2 separate regions of the Mus musculus genome follow, and region 1 is linked to region 2. The links are chromatin contacts, called in public HiChIP or PLAC-seq maps. All regions are on one chromosome and are shown on one strand. Each heading gives the region's core, a stretch centred on a gene start, on an enhancer-like site or on the middle of the called end of the contact. The rest is flanking DNA. Distances are from core to core; before and after follow the strand shown. Region 1 has its middle 90 kb from the start of Mir3966. Region 2 has its middle 7.5 kb from the start of Gm40747.

Region 1 (7,362 bases), core at 1,176-3,675, 1.1 Mb before region 2:
ACTAAAGGACAAAGTTTCTAATGACACTTCCATCATATCTGGCTTATTTATATATAGCATTGAATTATGCAGATTATAAAAGCATTTCCTCTTAGAGACATAAATACTGAATATAATGCTCCAGTGAACACAGAGATTCTAAAGTTGCATTTCATTTTTGTGAACAACACTGTTTTTATGCTAATAATTTATCATGTACATAACAACAAATTATAAATTAAAATATAAATTCACATAACATTATTTACAAACACAGCATCTATTAGCAATGACTTCAAGATTTCATTTTGAGCGATACTTAATCACTCTAAAAGCAAATAGCCCCTTTCCACACTGTCAACGTCCATTTCATACAGAAGAAATCCCTGAAGATTAGTTAGTCCATGTGAGCTAGCCCTTCATTTTTTTGAATTTAAAATATTCCTATTAAGTTTGTCTACCAGCAAACAAGCAAGAAAGCAAACAAACACACAAACAAAACTGTTTAGAAATTTCCTGAGCACTTTAAAATGTGATTTTAATACTTTAGTTTCCATTTAAAGTCAAAGTATTAGCTATCTTTATTTAGTAAAAAGTTATTATAGCTCTTTTACTATTAGAGGGAGATGTCAAAGTTTACCCAGATCCTGAATGTGACATTTGCCAGGTTGGTATCTCTTCTGATCTACCCCCCCCCCCAACACACACACACACACACACACAGAGAGAGAGAGAGAGAGAGAGAGAGAGAGAGAGAGAGAGAAACAAAACAAAAAAACCCCAAACAAAGAAAAAAACAAAACCAAAAGCCAAAACAAAACAAAACTGAAAACTGGCTTTAAAATCTTTGACAAACTAACTATCCATTTTTATGTGCTATAATCTTCAAAAATCATATTTCTCAATTGTATACATGAGATTATTCCTGGAAATTATGCCACAGCCATAACCTAAAAGATAATGTTAATATACATTACTTAAAGATATTTTGATTAACACAAACCATTTTCATTTTCACTCATTTTCTGTTACCTCTTAAAATTTAATAAAATAAATATTTTCTAGAATCTGGGCATAAAGAAACTTCTCATGCCCTAATGCTTAGACTTCATTAAGAGAGAACTGATTACAAACTTGTGTGTTTTAGAGAAAGAGAAAAACACTGTCTCTAAAATTCTTTAATGAGAATAGAACTTATATTAAATAGGATCCATTTGGTCAATGTTCTGTTAAGTTACATTGCTAGTATCAGCTGCATAAATCATACCTTATATCTCAGATAGCATGACTTGTACATTCCAGGCAATGGGCAAGAAGGGACAGAAAGACACAGAAAATGATAAAAATCGATTAAATATCGTGTTTGAGATTACCCAAGCTCTTCTTCTCTCATCACAGTTGATTTTTCCTCAACTGTGTTGACATGTAAAGGCATCTCCCAGAATACTATTAGAATCTACAAGACATAATCAGGTAGGATGATTGAGTCTTACAAAGATGTGGTCCTGTTCAATTTCATAGAGAAGAGTTTGTCCATTTTCCATTTTAAAAGAGGGAAATAGTCTCACGGTGGTTTTTAGGGGCATTTGGGGTCTTTCACCTCCTGCCTCTCTTGGAAAAGCCCGCAGGCCTAACCTAGGGTCATCCTGTTGACACACTAAGTCTCCCTGGGACTTAGAGTACTTTGAGACAGAGAAAAGATGCTGGAGGAGGTGGGGCTGGAGGGGTTTCGTTTCCATGTGAATAAAAGCCCAGCAAAGGCTGTGTTGGCTGTTCCTTCCTAGTGACTCACGCCTCTGCTTTTATAAGCTCACTTTTATTTTCTCTTGGTAAGTATTAGTCTGGGCTGTTATACAGTGAGGCGTTTTTTAGCATGTTCAGTCACAAGGCAGGCCGGGAAAGAAGTCATTTCAAGATCCAAGCTGAGTTCTTGTTGCACAATGAGAGTGGCAGCCCTTGGCCAGAGGGTAGAGCCAAAGTGCAGTAAGCTTCCTTGGTTGGGGGCGGGGGGTGAGGGGGGAGAGAAGAAACGAAATCTCTAAATCGCTGTCCTTCCTTGTGAAGATCCTTTCAGTGTGGGCTGAAATGTCTCCACAGATGGATTGCACACAGACCCAGAAAACTGAGAATAACGTGAGTTATTCTGTTAGCCAAGAAACAAGGCTAGTTCTTTAAGGGACATTACTCCTGAATGTATGGAAGGGAAAACTCCCATCCCATGAGTTTACAAGGCTGTTAAGACATTTTCAATGTTTTGTTTGTTTGTTTTCTATGTTTCAGTTCAAATTCTTTGGAGAAATGTATGAAAGACCAGGCAGCCAAGATCTCCAACTCATTTCCTCTAATTCTTTCAGCTAGCCTCTAGTAAATTTGTTTGATCACAGTACAGAACTGGGCATGCCCTGAAGTGTCTCTTTCCTCTGTTAAAAAAAAAAGATGATACTACAGAAAACCAGCTGCAGTTGGTCTGTAAAGAGGAGCTGAAACCACAAGTGGGCCTTGGGGCTGGAACAGAAACAATACACTGCACAAGATGGAGCCTTAAATGAGAGTAGAGGCTTCTCTTCAAAGCCTGGAGAGGAGTTGGGGAAGGTCAAGGAGGAAGAGACCAGGGCCTCTTCAGAGAGCAGCCTTATCTCTAGACCAAATCCCTGAGCTGAGCAATCTCTCTGGGTAGTCTCAAATCAACCCCTAGAACAAAGGGTCAACTTTGAATAACCTTTATGCAGCCAAACGTTTTGCAGCACATGATTCAGTTCAGCATAGTGTGTGGTTTTGTTTGTTTGTTTTTTTGTTTTTTGTTTTGTGTGTGTGTGTGTGTGTGTGAGAGAGAGAGAGAGAGAGAGAGAGAGAGAGAGAGAGAGAGAGAGAGAGAGAGAGCATACCAGGGAACTAAGTGCTATAGACTGAGAGATATCAAGTCACATTACTGACTGCTTCTCAAACTGCTATCCCAGGCAGAGTTCCAGGAAGGTGTGGCCTGCTTCGGGCTCTAGAATTGGGCTTGAAAGTCCAGGCCATGTTCTAATACCTTCTGTCTTTCCATTTTGAATATGTACATATTACCTTGAGCTTGAACTGGCTTTGATGTGGTTTCAAGAATGGCTATCTACAGGGTTCCCAAATAAAACACCTTTGCTTCTCTCCTTTGGAAGGTAGTGTTGTTTTGAAAAACTATCCTGGTGCTTTCATTTCTGGCCTTGGGCACTAAGTCTCACTGCTCTTCCATTTTCTGGTTGTGGTTTTGAAGTTTTTACTCACTAAAAAGTGAATTTGGTAAGTCACAGGAAATTAGCAGAGCAAGACATGGAGGATCAGAAGAGGAGCCAGCGCAAAGCCCTCCTCTCTCCAGTGGCTTCAAGATCTGTTATCCAAACCCCAAATTCTCCTTTCAGTGACATTTCTAGCCTTGACAGTTCTGTAGCTACACTGTCCTCTATAGCTATGCTTGCTTGCCCTCAGGAGTGAGGGCAACTAAGATGTGACTGACTTAAAACCAACATTAAAAATTGTCCTATTCACATAATCTTTTGGACCTATGCCTCTAACCCTATGGTATCTCCATAGTTTGAGTAATCTGAATTTGAGGAGTCAGACAGATCTACCAGATCTGTTCGTTTACAAAAACTAACCCTAACCAATCCTTCAAAGTCCTAGGTTTTTGGATTTGTCTTGCTTTGTTTTGTCTGTTTTTTCCCCTGTGGTGGAACATCTTGTGGGATTATTACTTTGTAACCTCAGTAAAAATACATGGATCAGAATTTTTAGTGGTGCGGGGGAGGGCAGGGTGCCTTTGTATTTCTTCACAGGGAACAGTCAAAACTCGCAGGAGGCCACAACTGCAGAGGACAAGGAGAACAGCTGCTGCTCCTGAATAACATGGGGTTTTGATAACAGGAAGTTGGGCAAGTCAGCAAAAGGAGAGTGGGAGAGAAAGCTGAATTGGGAGTGTGAAGTTAGGGACCCTCCAGAGACCCCTTTAAGTCCATAGGTAGGCAGGCAACAGCAAATAATCCAGAAAATTGCTGTAAGACCTAATTACACTTCACAGGAGGCTGGAGTCTTGGTTAACTTAGGCTGTCCTGACAAAACACCACACACTGAGATGACAGAACCCTCTTTTCTCACAGCTCTGGAAGCCCAAAGTCAAGACCAAGACTTTGGCATCTCTGAAGGCTTCCCGAGTTCTGAAGGAGCTCTAGTCTAATTCAGTGCCTGCTTAATGTGAGACAACCTTCTCCCTCTCATCTTCTTGCCAATTCCTAGCAACCCTTTATTAAGAGGTAACTTCACAGGCTGAGAGAGAAGTAACTTACTAAAGTGCTTGTCTTGCAAACACTGGAACCTGAGTTTCATAGCCATAACCCACATCAAAAAGCCAGGTGTGGTAGCAGGCCTTGCCAGCCAGAAAAACCTAGCTTAATTAGTGAATTCCGGACCAATGAATGATCCTTTCTTAAGAAACAAGTTCCACTGTGCCTGAGTAAAAGCAGTCAGGGTTGTCCACTGGCCTTCATATGCATGGAGATATATATATATACACACACACATATATATATGTATGTATGTATGTCTATGTATATATACATATATATATATATATGTATGTCTATGTATATATGTGTGTATATATATGTATATATATATATATATGTACATATATATATATCCATGCACATACACACACACATATATACATATATATACAAACATATACATATATACACATATACATATATACGCACATATATACATAGACATACATATATACATAGCCATACATATACATATATATGTATGTATGTGTATATTTGTATATACGTATATACATACACACATGTACATGCATATCCTCCCTTACTGCACACACATGAAAAGCTCTCTTTTCGTACTCAGTTACCCAATGACATGGATATTTTGGGCGACTACCATTTCAACGTGACTTTTATCCATAAATATTCAACTTTGCTTCTAGTAAATTAATAATAGATAAATGACAGTAAAGGAAATTCTAACCCTGTCTTACCAACAGTAAGTTGCAATCTCTTCAAGAGGGATGGCTGTCTTTAGTGTTGCTTGGTGCCCAGCATTTGCACTGTCAGGAACACAATAGCAAACTCGACCAATCATTCCATAAAATATAAATGAACGGACGTAGGAATTACTTACATCCAGAGAATAGTGTTTTTGAAAGAATATGCTTTCAAAGGTTCTTTTGTACCGAGGCTAATTTAAGCAACATAAACAGGAGAGTAAGAATTCATTTTGAAAGGGCTAAGTGTCTGAAGCCATAAGGTTGTTTATACTGATTTGATACATACACAGAATGGTTTTATAGGAACTCTGGCCAAGGTTATTGTGCCTTAGGGAACTGCTGTAAAATGTATAGCTGGAAAAGAAAAAGGAAAAGAAAAAGAACTTTAAGATGGGAAAAGGAGGCACTGGGCAAAGCTGTTCATTATCTAATAAACACAGAAGGGAATCAGAAAGCCTGAGAGCCCCCAAGATCCCTTAGTCCTGTGCTGCTCAAATTCAAAATCCACAGCAGTTTAGGAGGCAGAGGAAATAAAAGAGAGTGGTGCTTGCTGGAGCTGTGCTAGGTGCGGCATCAGAAATACCGCTCAGGGCTAGGGTCAGCTGTACTCAGTGATCTTCAAGAGTCCTCCTCTTTTTTTTAAATTAGGTATTTTCTTCATTTACATTTCCAATGCTATCCCAAAAGTCCCCCATACCCTCTCCCCCACTCTCCTACCCACCCACTCCCACTTCTCGGTCCTGGTGTTCCCCTGTACTGAGGCAGATAAGGTTTGCAAGACCAATGGGCCTCTCTTTCCAATGATGGCCGACTAGGCCATCTTCTGATACATGTGCAGAAGAGCCCTCCTCTTAAGGCTTTAAAGAATCCTGAAACAGAGGAGTAAGGGGAAGGACTGAAGGAGCTGAAGGGGTTTACAACTCCACAGGAAGAACAACATTATCAACCAAGCAGATACCCCCGAGCTCCCAGGAACTAAATCACCAACCAAAGAGTACACATGGAGGGACCCATGGCTCCAGCTGCATATGCAGCAGAGGATGGCCTTATCAATGGGAGGGGAGGCCCTTGGTCCTTCGAAGGCTTGATGCCTCAGCATGGGGGAATGATAAGGGTGAGGGGTGAGTCAGGGAGGTCGTGAGTGGGTGGGTGGGGAGCACCCTCATAGAAGGAGGGGGTAGGGAAAATGGCATGGGGGTTTGCAGATGGGAAGCTGGGAAGGGGAATAACATTTGGAATGTAAATAAATAAAATAACCAATAAAAAGAAAAATAAGGAATCCTGCAACCCACTAGACTACCTCCCAAACTCTCTCTAGTCCCATCACCTCATGACTGCAGGGAACTTGATGATGGAGCCCAGGAAGGCTGCGTTTTACTGAGTCAGATGCAATAAGACAAATACAGTGTCTCAGAATTCCCTGGAGTTTTACTAAAGGGACTATTGCCTCCCTAGTCCCTACCTCTTTTTTTTTTCCAATCTTTTTCTTTGATTTTACACTAAATTTAAGACAGTGAGGTAATAAGCCACACTTTACCCAGGAACCCACCAATAGTTTATGTTTCTAAGAGCAGAGCAACATTACCATTTGAACATTTATAGATGGATTGTGTATTTCACATTCATAAGCTGAAATCTTAAACTCTAAACCGACGTTATGATAAAAAGCCTTTGATGGTGTGAATAGTGCCCTCATTAAGGAGGTCCCAAGGACCTCCCTCACTCCAACGGTTATTTAAGAACACTGGAACTGAGTAAATAGTCATCCATGATCCAGGAAGCAGTAAGTCTCCAGGGACTGAAGCTACCCATACCTAGGACGTCCCAGCTTTTAGAGCAAAAAAAGTAAACTGTCTATCTATCTATCTATCTATCTATCTATCTATCTATCTACAAACAACAAGGCTTATCTTTTATTTCTTTTTTAACTATAGCCCCATATTGTTGGGAGCCGCCCCCACATTCGCCGTCACAAGATGGCGCTGACATCCTGTGTTCTAAGTGGTAAACAAATAATCTGCGCATGTGCCAAGGGTATTTTACCACTACTTGTACTCTGCCTTTCCCGTGAACGTCAGCTCGGCCATGGGCTGCAGCCAATCAGGGAGTGATGCGTCCTAAGCGAAGGATAACTCCTCCTTAAAGGGGACGGGGTTTCCGCCATTCTCTCTCTGGCTCTGGCGCCTGCTCGCTTGCTCCTAAAGATGTAAACAATAGAGCGCGCTCTGCGCTTTGGCGCGCCGGAGCTCTGGCTCCTAAAGATGTAATTGGGGTGGCTTTCGCTTTTGGGGCTGGGGGTTTGCGCTCCTGGCTCCTGAAGATGTAAGCAATAAAGTTTTGCCGCAGAA
Region 2 (6,443 bases), core at 1,981-4,480:
ACCAACGAAAGAGTACAAATGGAGGGACCCATGGCTCTAGCAGCATATGTAGCAGAGGATGGCCTAGTCGGTCATCAATGAGAGAGGCCCTTGGTCCTGTGAAGGCTCGATGCCCCAGTGTAGGGGAATGCCAGGACAGGGAAGCAGGAGTGGGTGGGTTAGTGAGCAAGGGGTGTTTCTGTTTTCTTCTAAGACAATTAACATTCAAGTGGTAGATGTTAACATAGAAGAAAATGGGGGGGGGGGGGTAAACAAATGGATTCTCTGAGAGCAATCAGGTACATCTGAAAGATGTTGGGATATCTTTCTGGATAGATTGGCCAGGAGTGATCTAGAAAAGAAACTCCCCTCGATCCACCAAAATCCAGAAATATGAAGAGCTAAGGAAAGAGTTATTTTAGTGAGGGAGTCCATAAAAAGGCCTAGAGGCATATATGAGTTTAGATAGTTTGGGAGACTGGAGACCACAGGTATGTGCACAGTAAAGTGAATAGGACAGAGATCTACAAGGTGAAGCTCAAAACCATACCCAGTAGATCTCTACAGACCACACTTAGAAGCTTGGTTTGTATTTGAAGAGTGTCTTGGATGATTGAAGGATTATGTCAGAGACATTAGTTCTCTCAGTATTAAAATCTACAGAATAACGACAAATGTATCATGATGTATTAGCCATCTCCTAAGCTATGTGTGGGGAGAACAATGGGAAAAGACCTCTGGTTCTGAACGGGAACACAGCCAAGAGTAAAATGTAAACATGCACAAAACTCCTCTTTATGGGAGTCAGGAGTCCTGGAAGACTACAGAAGACAAGACTTTTAATTTGCATACCAAAGGAGCAAAAGGCAGGAGCAAAAGAAGACCCCTATTGCAAGCAAGAGTGGATGTGAAAATGTGGATATTTGGTAGGGCTGGCAATGATCAGGAAGTGGGGCTCTTCCGTCTGCATGATGGAGTCCACGCGGAGCAGGGTAAGAAACGAAAGACAACGCTTCAGAGATAGGTTAAGAATTTCAACCATGTAGCTTATAGAGCTCCAGAGGGCTCTATAAGATTTAATGTGAAGAGATTCCACTCATCTTCCAACTATGAACTTTCTCTGAGAACCTTCTATGTCCCATATGTGGTCCAATTTGTGGTGAATCTAAGTCACATTTTGTAGGTAGCCCCACAGTCCTGGAAATCACTAAATAGACCAGGCTGCATTTGAATTGATAGAGATCCACCTGCCTCTGCCTCCTGTGTGCTGGGATTAAAGCCGTGCCCTACAGTGCTCAGCAAAGTAACATTTTATATACTAAACAACAACAACAACAAAAAAAAAAAATAGCCGGGCGTGGTGGTGCACGCCCTTAATCCCAGCACTAGGGAGGCAGAGGCAGGTGGATTTCTGAGTTCAAGGCCAGCCTGGTCTACAAAGTGAGTTCCAGGACAGCCAGGGCTTTACAGAGAAACCCTGTCTCGAAACAAAAAGCAAAAAAACAAAAAAATAGGAGGCTGCAATGAGCAAGATAACACGTGACCCACAGGTAGCATGTGGCAAACTAGAATCAAGCCAATAATCATCTTTGAAATTGGTTTTAAGAAGTTACAAATGGAACATCATGACTGGCAGAGCACTGGTATAATATAAAATGGAAGTGGGGAAAAACACTGAAGGAAGGTTGAATCTGATGGAGGAAGCTCACTCTAATCTGATGGAGGAGACCGTGGTTTGTACTAAATCCTGAGATAATAAGAATGACGACTCTGAAGAAAACAGTAACTCAGAGGGTTGTGGGAGACCAATTTGGTGTCTTGTTTATCATGTGGATTAAGGGGGAGATGATGGAGGAAGAGACACACATGAGGACAGACTCTTAACTGAGTGAAAGCAGGAAAGAGGAAGGAAAAAAAGACGGTTGAAATTCCTGCCAGAGAAACCAAAAGGACTTAGTGACTAATTCAGTACAAAACGAGGGAACAGAGACTGTAAGGAAGACTGTAAGTAAAGAGATGAGTCCTACCATGAAGAGAGATAGAAAAACCAGGAAAATGTCTGAGGGAAATGAATGACAGGAAAGGAAAAATGAGTATTAGCGGTGTGCGTAAGACCAAGATGAGAATCAGTTGCATACGTAAGACAAGGCTAGTGCTGTTGAAAGTGAGCCTGGCTGAAGATTGGGTGGGGTCTTGGCCAAAACTAGTGATCTGGGATTCAAGTGCATAGAGGAGATCAAAAGGCAGACAGGAAGGGAAACATTGCAAACCTTGCCAACTCCTGACATCTTTCCACTGCCTTCACCTCCCTAATTAAATACTGATTTGGTACAACTATCTCATATACTTTCCAAAGCCAGAGGATGGATCCCGACTGTTCTAAGTCGATAAGGGTCATTCCCATCTATTCTAGGAACATGCATGGGACAAAGTCTAGACAGCAAGATTTGGAGAGTCAGCTGAGATTCTATTAAAGACACAGAATAGGAGGTAGGGGGTCATTTTCTCCAGGAATTGAATCCTGTAACTGCCCTGCCACCACTGAGCTCTGGAGTTGGCCTTCTTCAGGCAACAGGGCCCTGGAATGAAAACAGGGGTCAAAAACTTAGAAATTACTCAGATTTAGAAATCTGAAGCAAACCCTAAGAAGTCTAGAGAAGGCTTGGTCAGGAACTAGGAAGACGGAGAAAATCAAGTTAGGCTCTTAATCAAGGTGTTGGCCAAACAGAAGAAGCCAGAGGCTTGGACCAGGCTTACCACAGGCTGAAGTGAAATATCCAAGCAGAGAGAGAAAGAGTTGCACCCAGGAGACAACAACTGGAGATAATAATCCTTTCTCAAAAAGAAGCTCTTGACAAAACTCAGGAGGTGACTTGAGGGTCAGCAAAAAGTGGTTTCTGAACCATTAAACACATTCTCGACTGGAAAACTTCACATTCGTGTCAGCTGGGCGAGCCATTTCAGAACCAGCCTCAATGTGGCTATTATTCACATTCATCCCGCCAGTGTGAAAATACGGCTCGAAATGGACTTTGCTATTTGAAATTAAGTGTGATCACACTCAGCAGCCCAGGGAAGCACTCCCTTTATGAGAGGCTGTGAGCCAGGGGGAGGTGGGGGAGGGCGAGCAGGTTTGTGGAAAGAGAAGGGGCTCTTTCTCTGGGACTTTCCCTCTTCACAGTGCCATTCCCCCTCAGTCCCACTCTCCAGGACTCTTCCTTTCACTTCTGCAATTCTTTCCCCCACCTTCAGCATCCTCTTCTCACTTCTCTCACAGCTACCTCTCGCTTAGAAGAAGTATCTGGCCCCTTGTGACTCCGTGAGCTGTCGGAATTAACTACAATCTATTATTTCCCAATAAATCCCCCACCCCCACACCGCAGCTCTTGACAGGACACAACAGCTGAGAATCCCCAGCAATGGCCTGGCCAAGGTACTAAGAAAGACTGGCTCTGTTCCTAGCTCATCCTGGGTCACAAAGAATCCTCCAATAGGATGCCAGGAGAGTTCAAGAAGAGCTGGTCTCTTCTAAGCGCAGCTCTTTGCTTAACCTGCCTTTGATTTCCCAGGAGTTTCAGGATGAGTGTATGCTAAGAAAAGGCGAGGTGCCCAAAAGACAAGAGTTCAGAAAAAGATGATTAAATTCAACATGGCTAGCAAGTAGGCACTGCTCAACACTTCATAAAAGGTAGACAAATACAAAAATGCTGATCAGAAGAAGTAATATTTGGTTATAATATAGAAGCACAAGTATTTGTGTGTGTGTGTGTATGTGTGTGTGTGTGTGTGTAGGGCAGTTAATACATTCATAAACATTTGCTCCCTTTCTTAGCATTTGTGTCCCTCACTGACGGGCCGTGGCTGGGGGACTTGAGGGTATGTCGAATTGATATAAGTATATAAAAAATTTCCTGGCTAACGATGCTGACACTTCTGCCAAAATTATGTTTATTTGTTAAAACATATACTTCATTCTGTTGTTGCAGAACTAAATCCAACCCCATCGTAACTGGGGAAAGGGTGATTGGGTTTCATGGTGATGTACCAGCTAGTGTCTTGTGGGGGCGTTAAGGTGCCAGCTGCTCCTTGGGCATTCCTTTTTATTTCCAGTCCGTAGACTGTTTTTCCACTCTTTTTTGTGTGAGGCAATTGGGATTAGAGGGGTCTTTGTAAGTGACAGAGGCGGAGATGGCAGCAGCATCTCCCAGATCCCTATGCACAGAGACAGCCTGGAAGGCCAGGCTCAATGCTGGCTTCGTTTGTCACTCCCCTCCGAAAGAAAAGGTCTTCCAAAAGAAGGAGTCTCTGTTGGAAACCTGTAAAGCAAGGGACTTGGGCCTTAGGGCTGATGTTTCCAGAATGCAGTCTGAAAAGCACCAAGCTAGGATCACCTTCAAGGCAGATCAAACAATCCCATGTTGGCAACAGGCCTCTGGAGTTTTCCATGCACCTCTGTCAGGTGGTGGCTGGGGGCATTTTCTAGGGTTTCTGTCTGAGGGCTAAATGAGTTTCGGGGCTCCTCCTTGATTCTTTGAAGGATTTATCATTATTTTTACCCACTTGAAAATTCCAAACTGCCACAAGTGTCCCCTTGACTGGCTGGTTTACCCAGTGCGGCTGGAACAGGGCCAGCCAGATTGTCCTCTGCTGAGTGGGCCACCCAGTCTCCCCTAGAAAGCCTGGCCTCTTCAATTGAGCAACCTCACAGCACAGCGTGCGCATGCACACACACACACACACACACACACACACACACACACACATTGAATAATGTAGGGGGCAGGGTTGTTTGTTTATATTGTTGTCATTTTTGATATTTAAGTTCTGGGCAAAACAAGCACCTACAATGCCCCAGTGAACACTCCCTTTTGTTTTTTTAAGGATAGAGAAAGACAAAGTGGAAAGGAAGCCGCCCTCTCCTCTCTCCCTTCTCCCTCCATCACAGAATCAAAACACTCATTCTATGGACCTTACAGAGGTGGAAGGCTCAAGAAAATTATGCCTTGTCTGTTTCCTGGCTCTGCATGAAAATCCTGGTGCTCAGCAGCTGTTCCGGTTGCTTAGAAAGTCTTTTTTTTTTTTTTTTTTTTTTTTTTTTTTTTTTTTTTTGCTTAGAAAGTCTTGATGCAAGAAGGTCAGGCGTGGGAGTGGGTGGGGCTCACCGGCTGGCAGGGTTGGGGACTGAGAGTTAATATTTTTGTTAGAGAGAGAGAAAAAGAGAGAGAAACAGACACCGAGAGACAGAGGGACAGAGAGACAGAGAAAGATATACAGAGAGACTCAGATAAACACACACAGACACAGAGACAGATAGTAAGATACAAAGACACAAAGACACAGAGAGAGAGAAAGAGAGAGGGAGAGAAAGAGGAAGGAAGGGAGGGAGGGAGGGAGGGAGGGAGGGAGGGAGGGAGGGAGGGAGGGAGGGAGGGAGAAGTCAGGGACAGAGACACACAGATACCAAGATGCAGAGAAAGAGAGAGATAGAGAAAGACTCAGAGATAAACATACACATACAGACACAGAGAAAAAGAGAAACATAGGCAGACAGACAGACATAGACACACACACACAGAGAGAGAGAGAGAGAGAGAGAGAGAGAGAGAGAGAGAGAGAGAGAGAGATCCTATTTCTGAATACTGTTATCAGAAACTGGTTTCAAGCAAACACAACTGGATAGTGTGGTGTGGTGTGTGCGTGAGGAGGTGGGTTGAGGAAAAGAATGTAGAGGCACAATCCACTTAACCTTTAAATCTGTGCTCTCTTTCAACGCAGAAAATGTTTAAAATTTCAGCCAAATGAAAAGCAACCAAATGGTTGAGAAAGCCTTTATGACTAAGAAGGGCTGCAATGGAAAAATGTAAAAAGAGAAGTTAAACCAGCTGGTGCCTTTAATTTGGCTTTCCCTCCTTTCTTACACACCCCCTCCCCCAGCTTAAAACAGGAAAAACGGTCTGCATAAATACCCAGTGTTTTTCCTAGTGTTTAGTCCGAACAGAATTCTTCATGGGGCTCCGTTTACTGCCTCTCCTGGGACTGGGTGTGAAAGAGACATTTCACCCCTGGGTCACAGGTCACCGGCTGCTCCGATTTGTTAGGCAAGCTTCCATCTCTCCTGTATAGGTAGGATTCAGGAATCAGAACTCCGGGCAGAGGTGAGGGGAAGGTCAATAGCTATTTCTTTCCCCTGTCATTTTTATAAGACTATTTCTACTTCTATTCTTTTAACATACCCAGAAACAAACCTCTAAAGCTCTTTTTCAGAGCACACAATACCTTTCTAGTTTCTTAAGTGATGCATGCATTTAATAAACACTACTTAGGTACTGTCGACAACACTAGGCATTGTCTTGAGTGCGTGGGAAACAAAGATGCCTAAAATTAATTCCCAAACACAAGGGCAGATACCGAGACAAATAATTAGGGCACTTATGCTAAGCATGATAAATCCAAGGAACTGGAAA

What was found. HiChIP or PLAC-seq counts read pairs in DNA pulled down with a chosen protein or histone mark.
Region 1: an H3K27ac HiChIP or PLAC-seq map of bone marrow-derived dendritic cells shows a contact between it and region 2, with 4 times the contacts expected there. The contact joins two enhancer-like sites. A contact is called at or near these places in 3 of 484 Hi-C or Micro-C datasets (bone marrow-derived macrophages, cortical neurons and muscle stem cells) and 2 of 115 datasets of contacts at active chromatin or transcription factors (T-cell acute lymphoblastic leukemia and bone marrow-derived dendritic cells).

Annotation. Positions count from the first base shown.
Region 1 is chr10:97,329,329-97,336,690 of GRCm38.p6, reverse strand. No RefSeq gene overlaps it. Among named protein-coding and RNA genes, the nearest start is that of Mir3966, 90 kb to the left of the region's middle. Within about 2 kb of position 2,425, at least 51 of the 459 cell types and tissues checked have an H3K27ac peak or open chromatin away from gene starts, as enhancers often do. A contact at or near this core is called in bone marrow-derived dendritic cells and muscle stem cells, where this site is marked.
Region 2 is chr10:96,263,233-96,269,675 of GRCm38.p6, reverse strand. No RefSeq gene overlaps it. Among named protein-coding and RNA genes, the nearest start is that of Gm40747, 7.5 kb to the right of the region's middle. Within about 2 kb of position 3,230, at least 41 of the 459 cell types and tissues checked have an H3K27ac peak or open chromatin away from gene starts, as enhancers often do. A contact at or near this core is called in bone marrow-derived dendritic cells and muscle stem cells, where this site is marked.